Regions from separate parts of the Mus musculus genome. Here region 2 is linked to region 1. A link is a contact called in public Hi-C data. All regions are on one chromosome and are shown on one strand. Each heading gives the region's core, a stretch centred on a gene start, on an enhancer-like site or on the middle of the called end of the contact. The rest is flanking DNA. Distances are from core to core; before and after follow the strand shown. Region 1 overlaps St6galnac3 (ST6 (alpha-N-acetyl-neuraminyl-2,3-beta-galactosyl-1,3)-N-acetylgalactosaminide alpha-2,6-sialyltransferase 3). Region 2 has its middle 12 kb from the start of Asb17.

Region 1 (6,969 bases), core at 3,055-5,554:
TTTTGTTTCCACTTACTTCATCCTTTGCTTCCCTCACATATAATCTAACTATGTTTATTAAGTGACGGTCAGGCAGTGTATTTGCTTAAAGGGTAGCTAGATGCATAGTTTCAACCAGCTCCTTGCCAGACATATTTTAAATGTTTCCTGAACTGAGAGCTCTGCTTTCATTTTCAAAATCTCCCTCGAATGAAATGTGAAATCTAATCTCAATTCCTAAACAAATTGATTATTGGGTAAATGAGTTATTAACTTTAAAGACAAGGAAATTGTGCTATTGAGGAAGAAAATTGCAGAGTATTAAATGCAAGTCATCAAAATATATGTGGTGGTGGAAAGTCATTTCCCAATGACAGCTTGCAGTATGCAGTTCATAAACACACATCAGCCTGTTTCAGTGAAGCCCATATGATGGTAGGAAAGGCCCAAACATAACTTTAATGCTAACCTCAGTTCCTCCCATAGCCTATAAATGCCTGCTTTAAAAAGAAAGAAAGAAAGAAGCCAGGCGGTGGTGGCACATGCCTTTAATCCCAGCACTCGGGAGGCAGAGGCAGGTGGAGTTCTGAGTTCAAGGCCAGCCTGGTCTACAAAGTGAGTTCCAGGACAGCCAGGGCTATACAGAGAAACCCTGTCTCAAAAAACCAAAAAAAAAAGAGAGAGAGGAGAGAGAGGGAGAGAGAGAGAGAGAGAGAGAGAGAGAGAGAGAGAGAAAGAAAGGAGGGAGGGAGTTAAAAAAGACAGAGTCTGTCTTGCCACCTATAACCTGGGCCAACCTCAAGCACAAGGCACTATATCTGCCTTGACCTCCGAGTTTGGGGATTACAGGTGTATGTATGCTCAAACACCCAGCGAATCACAGGTAATTTCTGACATTATTTTGTGCTCACCTGCTACTGTGTCTCTGCACCTCACTAGAGGGACCTCTCTCAGGACATTTCCAAGGCGCTTATTCTCACAGGGATTTTAGCACGGGGTAGATCTTTAAAAACACTCACTGAATAAAGACATGAAATGGTGTTGCTTCCTTTGGATCAAGGGTTAAGTTAACATGGACTGACCAACATGCTTAGGACATGGCTGGCGGTGGTTAGGAAGTACCAGGTCTTGACCACACTCTGAGCAAGAACTTTACAGGCTCACCATAGCCTCTCTCCACTACCAAGAGCATCAGAACAGGACCTTTCCTGCTGGTGCTGGGTCTCTTAAGGCAGCAGTGCTATGGCCTGGCACCTCTTCTGCTAAGAGCAACTGATGGTGAGAGCCGAGGCGTGGCGAGCAGCAGAAAGCCCAGCAGGCTTTGTTTCATAGGTTCTTGCTAACTTTGGGCTTACTTCCACAATCTGAATGGCCCAGGCTCAGCCAGCCACAGCAGTTATGTCTGATAGAGAAGAGAGTCCAGGGAAGGGAGTCTGGAGGAAGAACTAGAAGCCAGACCCAGAGCCAGGGACTCCTAAGAAATACTGTGACTGTCTTTACTTCCAAACCATGAATATTTGCACATCTGTGCCAACAACAATTTTATAAAATACATAATGCTGTAACCAAGACAACAGAAATCTTCTGGTATCCCACCACCCACAAAGCTAACTACCCCTCTGGATGTTAAGATGAACTACATACCCACACTATAAAATACAACAGAAAGCGAGACCTCGAGTAGGAGCATAGACAGAAAGCTCTCTGCCTCCTTTAAAGAAAAATGAACCAACTGAGCAAGCAAAGAAGGAAGCCAGAAGTATGAGGAAAAATGAAATCAAAAAAGAACAAAATCTAAGAAGAATGACAAGCACCACCAGAGATCTGAAAGACACACAAGACAGGAAAAGCTTGCAGAAGGAGCTAGAAAAGACAGAGATCAGATGGCTCTACCCCAGTGATAGCAAGGGAATGTCAGTCTATCTACCCCCCTTGATAGCAAGGGAATGCTTGAGTGGCAGGGGTGGGGGAGCATAAGTGTTCTTGGGGAGAACAAAGACACCCAGAGGGAAGAGAGGGGTGTCAGCAAGGAAGGGGACACAGTTCAAGGTCTCCTTGAAAAAGGAGCAGCAATGTGGGACTAGAGAGGTGGCTCAGCAAAGCACCAGCGATCTCCTTTGTCATATTCTTGGCTGCCATGCTGCAAAAGGCTCCCTTTGTCTCCCCTTCCCTGCCATGATGGGCTGAGCCCTCTGAAACCAGGAGCAAAATAAATCTTTCATCTCAAGGGCTTCCTGGTAGGCATTTAGATGTCAGAAATGATAAAGGAATATTGAATGTTCTTTCTCAACTGAGAGAACCTGAAAGCAGCCAAGGTGCCCTTTATTAGGTAAATAGAAAGACACAGTGGTGGTAACAGTGGAGTGTTACTCAGCACCACACAGAAATAAGCTACCAGACAGTGAACAGACATGCAGGCATCATAAACCCACATTACAAGTGAAAATCTTGAATGCTATCCAATTCCAATTCCCTGACACCTAAAAAGTTGGCAAAGCTACAGATACTAAAGGGTTGGTATTATTGGTAGAAGGAGAAAGAAGGCACACAGTAGGACCACGGGGGATCGTTCGAATACTGGTAGTACTGTGTGGTGCCATTATTTGTCAGACCTACAGAATGAACGTTACAGCATACACCCAACATGAATGGCAGATTGGGAGGTCCTGGCGTATCAATGTATTCTCAGTCATTGTAATCAATGAAAGACCCTGGCAGGGGTTGTGCACAGCCCTGGGAGTGTGGGGTGGGACTGAGCATGTGCAAAGGCAGGGAATGCCTGGAATTCTTCTCTATCTTATGCTGAATTTTGTGGTGGATCTTGAAATCTTTAAGTTGCAAAAGTAGAGCCCTAATAAGCAAAACACACCAAAGGCCAGCCAGCTTCTAATTCTACCCGAATGTCCTGTTTCATTTGTTACTCTTTCTGTGTGGATGAGAATGTGGCGTGAAATAGGTCTCCAGGAAAACCCGACTGTACTGGCTAGTTTTGTGTCAACTTGACACAGCTGGAGTTATCACAGAGAAAAGAGCTTCAGTTGGGGAAATGCCTCCACAAGATCCAGCTGTAAAGCATTTACTCATTTAGTGATCAAGGGGGAAAGGCCCCTTGTGGATGGGACCATCTCTGGGCTGGTAGTCTTGGGTTCTATAAGAGAGCAGGCTGAGCAAGCCAGGGGAAGCAAGCCAGTAAAGAACATCCCTCCATGGCTTCTGCTTCAGCTCCTGCTCTCTCACCTGCTTGAGTTCCAGTCCTGAATTCCTTTGGTGATGAACAGCAATTTGGAAGTATAAGCGGAATAAACCCTTTCTTCCCCAACTTGTTTCTTGGTCATGATGTTTGTGCAGGAATAGAAACCTTGACTAAGACACCGACTAAACAGAAAACTGTGTGTTGCATGTGAGAAAGAAACCAAACCAAACCAAAACCAAAGAGACAGGCAGCAGAAGAACCTGTGATAAATCTGTCTCTATATTAAGGGCTTTAAAAAAATAGGTGAATTTGCCTGAAATTTCACTTATTTCTTAACCAAAGTATAATTTTCATTGTAATATTATCTATATAGCCTGTAACTTTTTTTTAATTTTTATTATTTATTTATTTATTTATTTATTTATTTATTTATTTATTTTTAAAGAACCACCAAACATTGCATCTGCAGCTCTTCACATATACTGCAATGGAAAGAAGAGAGCTGTGGAAGTCACCTGCCCAGGCTTCTGGAGCTAGTGACAGGGGGAGGCTAACAGCTCCTGCTTTTACTTCTGGAGTTCACTAAACATCACCAGCTGTGGAACTGGGCAAGGAAAATGTCCTCCTTAGGGGGTCTGAGCTGGCAGTTGTCAGCTGGAGAGGAACAGACAGGGTTGTCTGTCACTGATCCCTGCTAGGCTGTCCTCTCTCATAAATTCACTGCTTAAGTGGCACTTTGTTGTGAATAGCCCTGGGGCTAATTATATTTGATGTTAATTCCATTCTCCTGTGGGTGGCTCTGAACAAGGAATGAGTCAGCACTCAGGTGATTTCCTGTAAACCTGCTCCCCACCTTAATTTGTAAAATAAAGGAGAGCTGTAGATTGGGCAGATTAAAGGGAAAGTGGAGCGGAAGGTGGGGAGGAAGAAGAAGAAAAAAAAATGGAAGAGGGAGAGGATGCAGAGGAGGAGGAGGAAGAAGAAAAGCAGAGCAGAAGCACATGGCCTGGAAAAGCTGAAAGTTCTAAGAGGTCTCATAGATGTGGAAGATGGTGGTGTAGTGGTAGATCTGCCCAGCTTAGGCTGAGTTGTGTTTTCATTGCCAGACATTTGGGTTGGAGAGATTTATGGCAACAGCAATCCCCCCAGGAGGAGGCCTTTGGGTTAATGGCAGAGGGGACAGCACCTGATTCTGTGGTTTTACAATAGCCCTTAAGAAAGAGGCTCTGAGGGCTGGCGAGATGGCTCAGCGGGCAAGAGCACTGACTGCTTTTCCGAAGGTCCTGAGTTCAAATCCCAACAACCACATGGTGGCTCACAACCATCCGTAATGAGATCTGATGCCCTCTTCTGGTGCGTCTGAAGACAGCTACAGTGTACTTACATATAATAAATAAATAAATCTTAAAAAAAAAAAAGAAAGAAAGAAAAAGAGGCTCTGAGCTGAAGGGGTCTGCAGCCCTATAGGAGGAACAACAATATGAACTGGTGTAGATACTGTGACCTCCAGCTCCACTGCCAAGGCTGGAGGTGACATCTCCATACTAGCTCTGGAGACCAAAGCCTCCTCCAGTGCTCCTCTCGGTATGGAGTTCCCAGGTCCAGCCCAAGTGGTCATTCCATTCATCACAAGACCAATTTCTCACAAGGCTGAGTCTTGCCTTGCAAGCTTTCTATTAGAGATAGACCTTGCCGCACTAATGTCCCCAACACATGATTGCAAACAAAATATAGCCCGCGTTAAAGAAGTGCAGAGATGTTGTTAAGCTTAATTAGATGTCATTGTCACACTTTCATTAGCTATTAACATTATGCAAAGATAAACTAATACAAAATGAGTTCTTTCATTGTGACATAATTATAATTTTAATGGTTACACCATGAACATTATAATTCAGGGCATATTTTCAATTTTCCCATTAGTGGGCAGTTACTTATAAGGGTTCCTATTATGATCTGTCCACAGAGACCAGGTTATTAATGCCCCCATTTTCTACACTGATGAGGACCACAGTTTGGAATCAATATGACAGTCACAAGGCAGATTGCAGAGACATGGAATAAACAGGAGAATGACTGCCATGCTCAGTGTGCACCTGAGGAGGTGGCGAGGTGGAGTAGAAGACATAAGAGATGACCATTCTCTAGGAGAGATTCTGATTTCCATGGTTTCTTCTGGGCTATTTTCCCTCATTTTTTTTCCTTTTGTGGCCTTAAGTCCTCAACTTCTTCTAAGACAGTTTCCCATATAAAATATTCAATAGCCTGGGCTTTGAAATATGTCTTAAACGGTTTTTATCATGCAGAGAATTAAATTTTAAAAAACCACAGAGCCATTTCTGGGGAAATTTTTCAATGGTTCAACTTCAGGATTGTGTGTGAAGTAGAAAAATGCTGATGGACAGTGATTCGCCTCTGAAGAGGCGAGGAGCGAGGGAACTGTAAGCAGACAGAAGGTAGAGGAAGCTGTGACTGCAGATGCTCACTCTACAGACTTGATCCACTGAGACTTGATCCAGATCTCATCACTGAGGTAAGGATCCTAAGGAAAACTGAAAAAGTATAACATAAAAACAAAAAGAGTAGGCCTTTAGTTAGGCCCAGGCTTGAGAATGTGACCTTTGTGACTCAATGCTCCAAGGCATGCTAATCATGAAACAGATAGTGACATTCCTCCACTCACCTACTTCCTGGGTTCAGGGAGTGTTTGTTCCAAAAAAAAAAAAAAAAAAGTCACCCTGACTGTTCATGGAACCCACTATGCAAATTTGCTATTGTTAGAGGCTCATAGAAACTGTCTTGAGAAATAACCACACAATTACCAGGTATTCTTGTTACTTCCACTTCCTCGAGACTCTTAACTGGTATTTTTGGTATTTTCCAATAACACCCTCCCCACCCCCTCGAGTTGTGTTTTTTTTTCTTTTAAATACCCTCTTCCCCAGCTACTCGGGGCTCCACAGTCCTCCCCCACATGGTGTACAACTATGGGCCCCAGAGCACTCCTGGAATAAAAGTCCTCTTGCGGTTTGCATCAAGACTGTTTCTTGTGAGTGATTTGGAGTGTCACCTCTCCTGAGTCGGAACGTAGGGGAGTCATCACTCTGTGGGTCTTTTAAAACAACTAGCAGTGTCCCTCTGAAGTATCATGCCTCCGCCACGTTCTCTGAGAAAAGAATCTGACTGTATTTGTTCTGAGAGACACATCAGGGGTTCGGAGTCCAGCCTGATGACACCTGGCAGCTGGCAACTGGCAGCTGCCTTACTCAGTTGTAAGGTACACCGTGGCCCTGTGAAACTGTGCGTCTCCCATAAATGCAACAGGGTTGCATATCAGTTCCTGTTGTCCTGATAACAATCATGACTAAAACCAAGTTACTGATGAAAGTGTTTATTTTATCTTACAGTTCCAGACAGATCGTGTCCCTTAATAGCAGGAAGTACGGGCGGCATCGGAATCAGGAAGGTGACCACGTTTCCATACACACACACAGGAAACAGACAGAGTACAGGAAGTAGGAAGAGGGTGTAAGCTCTCAAGGCCTGTCTGTCCTCAGGACATCTGTGCCTTCTGAAGGCCCAGTCACATCTGTACAGTGTCGCTAACTGGAGACTTAAGTGCTGAGATACAGAAGCCTCTGGCGACTCTTCTCATTGAAAGTCCCACAGGCGGGTATGGTTTCTGGAGGGAACTTCAAACTGCAAAGATTTAAATTCCAGCTTTCAAAGGGGCTTATCTTATGTGCCTTTGTGTCTATTATGCCCTAGTTTACTTTCTTATCTTGAGCAAAAGCAAC
Region 2 (6,969 bases), core at 1,331-3,830, 440 kb after region 1:
CGCAGCTCTTGACCAAGACTCAGCTCCTCTTTTCCCAGCCACTGGATATTTTAATTTGAGTATCATATTTGCAGTTCCCCAAAAATATGCTTTATGCTCCTCTTATGTATCTCCCTCATTGTTTGTTGGTTGACTGTTTGCTTTTAGATTACCAGCTGTACTCGGCAGTCATGTTTCAGAATCTGTTCCAAGAGCATGTCTGTGTCTCCTGTCTCCTCTGGGTACCAGAAACTCATATAAACCCTATGAGGTAATACTATCATTACTCCATTCAGGTGAGGAAGCTGAGCATGGATCTAACATGCCCATACATCTCCACAGCTCTATTGTTTGATTGGCTTCTCTTCACTGTATTGTGTATTTCCTGTGCTTCTTATAAGAAGATAAACTTAGCAGATGTTAGGGAATCTACCACAAGTCCTCTCACCAAGAGCCATTAGCGGAATATTTCCTCACATGATCCTTAAGTGTTTTCTTGGAGGATGCCTCCTGTGCTAGACTAAACTATGCATCCTGGAAAAGTAGGCCATTGAATGAGCGAGGCTCAGTGAAGGGCGTGGGGTGCCCAGGAAGATGGTAGAAAACATTTGCAGCAGGGACCTTAGCCCTGGCACCTTATACAGAGACAGGACAGTGATGCACCAGTCTGCATGAAGGGAGGCTGATTTGTGTCATCACCAGCATGGCTGGAACAGAGAGCCTGTGTGAGAAGAGATGAGACATGAGCAATCCTGACCTGGGTGTCAGGAGAGAGGAGAGAGCATCTCACTAACTGCGGCAAATTCCTCCTGAGTCACACTGGTGCAGAAAGAAAAGCTCTTTGCCCTGAACTGTGTACTGTCTTATAAAAGTAGAGAGGTCACAGTAATACTGACTCATCACTACATCTTTTTGTTTTATTAGGTATTTTCTTTATTTACATTTTAAATGTTATCCCCTTTCCTAGTTTCCCCTCCAAAAATCTCCTATCCCCTCTCCCTTCTCCCTGCTCCCCAACCAACCCACTCCCATTCCTGGCCCTGGCATTCCCCTGTACTGGGGCATAGAACCGTCACATGACCTAGGGCTTCTCGTCCCATCGATGACCAACTAGGCCATCCTCTGCTACATATGCAGCTAGAGCCATCCTAAGTGAGGTAACACAATCACAAAAGAACACACATGATATGCACTCACTGATAAGTGGATATTAGCCCAGAAGCTCAGAATCCTACTTAGAAGGGGGAACTAAATACCCATGGAAGGAGTTACAGAGACAAAGTTCAGAGCAGAAACTGAAGGAACGACCATCCAGAGACTGCCCCACTTGGGGATCCATCCCATAAACAACCACCAAACCCAGACATTATGGCAGATGCCAACAAGAGCCTGCTGACAGGAGAGTGATAGAGCTGTCTCCTGAGGTCCTCTGCCAGTGCCTGGCGAATATAGAAGTGGATGCTCACAGTCATCCATTGGACTGAGCACAGGGTCTCCAATGAAAGAGCTAGAGAAAGTACCCAGGGAGGTGAAGGGGTTTGAAGCCCCATAGGAGGAACACCAATATGAACTAACCAGTACTCCCAGAGCTCCTTGGGACTAAACCACCAATCAAAGAAAACACATGGTGGGACTTGTGGCTCATCACTACATCTTAAGGGCCTTGTTTATTGCACCTTTGCTAAGAATACACAGTGTAGGGCTGGTGAGATGGCTCAGTGGGTAAGAGCACCCGACTGCTCTTCCGAAGGTCTGGAGTTCAAATCCCAGCAACCACATGGTAGCTCACAACCATCTGTAACAAGATCTGACGCCCTCTTCTGGAGTGTCTGAAGACAGCTACAGTGTACTTACATATAATAAATAAATAAATCTTTAAAAAAAAAAAGAGGGCTGGTGAGATGGCTCAGTGGGTAAGAGCACCCGACTGCTCTTCCGAAGGTCCAGAGTTCGAATCCCAGCAACCACATGGTGGCTCACAACCATCCGTAACAAGATCTGACTCCCTCTTCTGGTGTGTCTGAAGACAGCTACAGTGTACTTACATATAATGATAAAATAAATAAAATTTAAAAAAAAAAAAAAAAAAAAGAATACACAGTGTAGAGTTGAGGGGAAGAGAAGATTTGAGCCCTAGAGAAGGATGGACGAGAGACGACAAATGTCAGTCAGCTACCCATCAGACAAGTGAGACAGTTACTGTGACAGATGCCTGGGATGGAGCAACTTAAAAAGCCGAGCTGTTCCTGCTCTTGCAGGTGTGGCTGCTGTGTCACATGGATGTCAGTAGGTGGCAGAGGGGAGAGAGGCTATGTCTATGCTGAGTGTTCTGACCTTCAGACATCTGAAGGATTAGTAGCCTAACATTTCCTGAAAAAAAGTGAGCCTGAGACCACCACCAGTCTGTCACCACAGGGCCTGGACAGGGAACTAGGTTGAGATGACTACCAAGACAGTGCCAGGTAGGCCTGGACAGGCTCCCAGGACAGGAAGCAAGCCAAAGGCGGGAAGAAGCCAACCTGGGACAGCAGGCCCCAGGCAGGAGTGAGCCCAAGACAAATGGCCGCACAGGTGGGCCGGTAGAGGAGCTGGCCTGAGATGAACACTAATCTGTCGCCCTCCAGGCCTAGAGGGTGGGGACAGATCATGCCCAAGATGACTCCTGCCCTGTGCCATATTGCACAAGCAGGGCATAGCACTCCTGAGACCTCTCCTGAGACGACCTCAGACCCTGAGCCACCCGGGCACCACTAAGAGGAGCAAGCGAGTCGTGGAGAAATGAAAGAGAAGGAGAAGCAGAAGGAAGTGGGCACAGTGGAGAGAGAGGTAGTGAGGAACAGCCTGCTGTGAGTACCCAGTGCTGCTACCTTGGACCATGGTGGCCTGTGCTGCCACCAGGTGGTCACATCTGGGTCTGTGGCCCTTCAGCAGCAGGGGTCTGTTACTGCCAAAGGGCTGTACAGAACTGGTCCTACCCTTCACCTGGGCATTGAGAGGAGCTGGTCTTAGAGGCACAAGAGTGGGAAAGCTGATTCTGCCCATAGCCAGCCACAGCACTCTGGAGAGTCGGCCCTGCACATTGTGGGAGTTGCAGGTTAGCTGGTCCTGAGGATGCAAGCTTGGGAGAAATGGCCCTACCACTAGTCTCCCTGTGGCTTGGATGAGAGAGGGGGCAGGGGAGGGGGGGGGTCACCCCCTTCTGCGGCAGGCAGGAAAGCTGACCTTGACAGAATCATGAGAGCAGGAGAAGGGCCTTTCCCTTTACCTGCTGCAGTACTTGGAAGAGCAGGCCCTGCACCTTATCTGGGCAGCACAATGGAGCTGGTCATAGATATGAGGGTTATGGGTGAGCCAACCAGGAGGGTGTGAGCGTGGGAGAGCTGACCTGCCTCTTGTCTGATATGCTGAAGTGTCCCTCACCCTCAACCCTGCCACTTAGAATGGCAGGAGGGAGACTTGGTACTGGGGTCATGAGAGTAGCAGGGACAGTCCTGCCCCCCCCCCCCCAACTGCTGCAGCAATGTGGAAAGCAGGCCCTGCATCTCACCTAGGAGGCAGTAGTGGAGCTGAGCCTGATACGGGGCTTGCAGATGAGCAGGCCCCAAGGATGTGAGCACAAGAGAGTTGGTTCTGCCTGTGGTCTGCTGGGCAGTGGTGACACAGACAGTGAGAGACACCCTCCTCCCCTCACTCACCTTTGGGGCAGGCAGGTGAGCTGGCCCCAGGGCATGCACGAGGGCGGGAGAGCCAGTGGGCTGACCATCTCTGACACTTTCAGGCCTGGATTCAGGCCTTTGAATTGGCCCACCCCGACATCTACCCCATTGCTGGAGTCCTACAGATCCAAAACTACAGGATCTTCATGACAAAGGGCAACAGCGGGATGTCTGAGAGGAGCCCCAGTGAGGATCCAGTACTGATGGTGTAGCAGAAGCCAGAGGCCTCCATCCAGACCAGTGACTCACTGCAGTGAGCGTTTGCAAGCAAACACTGTGGGACACAGAGTGCACACCGCAGCTTCCACAAGATTTTATTTTTCTCTATGGCAGGGAGGTTGCAAGGGTGACAGGCAGGTAAAAGGGGAGATGAGAGGGGTTGGGGAGTATGATGTGAAGTCCACAAAGAACCGATAAAAGGTTTGAAAAATCTTTTTAAAAAAAAAAGTGAAAAGATTTATTTTGCTTCATGGTTTCAGCCTCTGGTTCCTCGGTCCTGTTGCCTTCGGGATTCACCATGAGAGAGAGAAAAAAATGCTCACTCCACGGCAGCTGCATAGAGAAGGAAGCAAGGAACACTCACGCAATGACTATCCTCACTAGAACCAAAAGTCACCCAAAGGTCACCGCCCTCTGGTGTCACTGAAAGCTGGGGACCAAGCCTTTACCACATGGGTATTCTGGGACAGTCATCCAAGCCACAGCAAAACCCAATGGCAGGAGCAGGGTTCTGTATACATAAAGAGTTCTCCATGAAAAGTCTCAAGTCTTACCTGAGAGAGGAGTCTGGGGGAGTCTTTGGGATAAAGCTCGGAAGGACACTGCCTGCCTAGAGAGCTGTGTTTCATGCACACATTAGAGCGCACAGCTCATTAACGCACCAGGCCTTGCTTTACTACCATTTTCCAACATCCAAGAAAAACAATCCAGGCATCTGAGTCGCCAAGAAGCATCTTATTCCTATCACCTACAAGGAAATGCACCGAGATTGCCTGTCTTTCCTGACTGCTTCTGGTCTCCCTCAGCTTTTCAGGGAAGCACTTTTAAAGGTGTTTCAAGGACAAACAAGCTCAAATCTGATTATTATTTCTTTTGACAATGCTTATTAAAAACTAGAGAGACAGAGACCCTGTCTATTTCTCATTTCGGCCGACCTTGTCATTTTCTAACGACATCAGCAAGAATAAAGCGTTATCTGTGCCAAAGGTAACATTATCTTTGCAAGAGGATATATTGGAGAAATCTCTTGTCTGGTAACTTACACTTTTTTATCATTATGCTGAGAAGCCAAGGGAAAGAGTAAAGATTAATGTTGGTCAAATATAGTTTCCTTTCAAGTCTACCTTGGCATCTACACTACTGAGATTTCTAAGGCATCTTCAGTACTGAGATTTCTAAGACAAAGGCTTATATTAATAAGCTAATAGTAATTTTGTCTTGTCCTATTTTGTGTGTGCTTGTGTTTGAAGGTACACTAGTGCGTGCCGGCCAGAAGTCAGAGTCAGGTGTCTCTCTTAATCACTCTGCATCTTATTATTTGAGACAGGTTCTTTCCCTGAACCTTCAGGACAGGAATTCAGCCAGAGCAAGTCCTGGCTATCCCCCTGTCTCCATTTCCCAGCACTGGGTTTGCAGATGCACCACCACAGCCCGATTTCAACTGAGTGCTGGGGACCCAGATTCATACGGTATAGCTGAACCATCTCTCCATCCCTAATAATACATTTAATGTCAATTCCTCCAAAAATGCTAGATATGATGAGTCTATATTCTGCACATACTTTGATATTCATGTCTGACATTTCATTCTCACCAAATAAACAAACAAAAAAGCCAAGGTTGTGAATTAAAAAGAAAAAAAGTAATTTGGTCAGGCAGACCAAGCTTGGAGAAGGTCCCCTGCCATCCACGGGTGGTGTTTACTGGGGAAGCCCTGAAATCATTTTCTTCATCTACAAAGTGGGGATGGTTTTGAGCCTACAACATCTATATGTATGTGTGTTTGTATGTGTGTGTGTTGCATATATATTGGCTCCATTAGCTGAAGAACTCCAATTAATACAACAGAGTGCTAAAGTCTAAGAGGCAGTGGGGATCAGTGACACAGCTCAGTGGTTAAGGGCTCAGACTGTTCTTGCCAAGGACCCGAATTTGGTTCCTAGTTCCTACATCAAGGTGGATCTGATACCACTGACCTGCACTGGAGTGGCCACACCCATTTACAGACACACATATATACACACACAATTAAAAAAAATTAAACGAGGCAATTAGGTATTTATTGAGTAATTTGTTAAGTACAATTCTCGGCACATGCTAATATAAACACTACACATTGCCACATTGCCTTTCTTGTGACCGATAATACATAAATTGTTTTAGCCGAGTTGAAATAAAAATATCCCAACATTATCCTCTTGGATTCAAGACACAGAATAAATATCATAGTATTGATCAAAGCAGTTTGTCATCTATCTCATGTCCTTTGTTGTCTGAGTTATTTGTTTTGATGAGACTACAGATAGGATGGACTTCAAATCTGTCTTTAGTTATTACAGCAATGGAGCTCATGTTGGCTTATTACAGTGTCAGTAACTTCAAGGTCAACTGCCTACTCTTCCTTTCTTACAGATATTTTAGGTCATTCATTTTTAAAGCTGTATTTTCTAAAAATAAAGCATCTATGAGAAAAAATAGCAGCTCAATAAATAAGCTGTCCAATCAATGTGGTGGCACTGACCTGCGTTGTAGGAAGAGGCGATTACTTTCTATTCAATGTTCTTGTGAAAAGTGCACAGTACGGACAGAATATGATGCAAAATGTATTAAATGATCCGTTCATTCCCAAGCAAAACCAGAGAAGCAGAAGTGGGGGGCTCACAGGAGGGGCGGGTAAGGTAGATGCTGTGCGTGCCTTTCAGATCCTGACTCAGCCCACTAGTCTTGGGCAGCCCATTTATATCAGGCATTGTGGTTAGCACTAAGTATGTAAAAGTGAAATAAACACATTCTCTGCCCTTGAGCTCACAGCTTACACTCCACCCTTTGTGGAGTCCAGGGCTTGATGAAGAAACTGAGAAAAGGACTGAGTGGAGAATACGGTCAGCGTGGTGAAGAGACAGGGAGGAGGAAGGCTAGGTCAGTCAGCCCCAAGGGCATGAGAGCAAGATTGCTGACCAGGGCCCTGCTCCTGTAGGCGTAGCCAGAGCAGTGCTGGAGAGCTCCCCCTAGTGGTGCAGATAAGGGAGAGCCTGCAGGCTGAAAAGTTCAGCTA

The links. Hi-C and Micro-C count contacts between places; a contact is called where the count stands out from the background.
Region 2: a Hi-C map of the N1E-115 cell line shows a contact between it and region 1, with 5 times the contacts expected there. The contact joins two enhancer-like sites. A contact is called at or near these places in 2 of 39 promoter capture datasets (frontonasal cranial neural crest and stem cell-derived epiblast-like cells) and 1 of 484 Hi-C or Micro-C datasets (the N1E-115 cell line).

Annotation. Positions count from the first base shown.
Region 1 is chr3:153,387,762-153,394,730 of GRCm38.p6, forward strand. All of the region lies in intron 3 of St6galnac3 (ST6 (alpha-N-acetyl-neuraminyl-2,3-beta-galactosyl-1,3)-N-acetylgalactosaminide alpha-2,6-sialyltransferase 3), which reads right to left. Among named protein-coding and RNA genes, the nearest start is that of 1700012D16Rik, 93 kb to the left of the region's middle. Within about 2 kb of position 4,305, at least 17 of the 459 cell types and tissues checked have an H3K27ac peak or open chromatin away from gene starts, as enhancers often do. A contact at or near this core is called in the N1E-115 cell line, where this site is marked.
Region 2 is chr3:153,828,946-153,835,914 of GRCm38.p6, forward strand. It overlaps the pseudogene Gm25757. Among named protein-coding and RNA genes, the nearest start is that of Asb17, 12 kb to the right of the region's middle. Within about 2 kb of position 2,581, at least 34 of the 459 cell types and tissues checked have an H3K27ac peak or open chromatin away from gene starts, as enhancers often do. A contact at or near this core is called in the N1E-115 cell line, where this site is marked.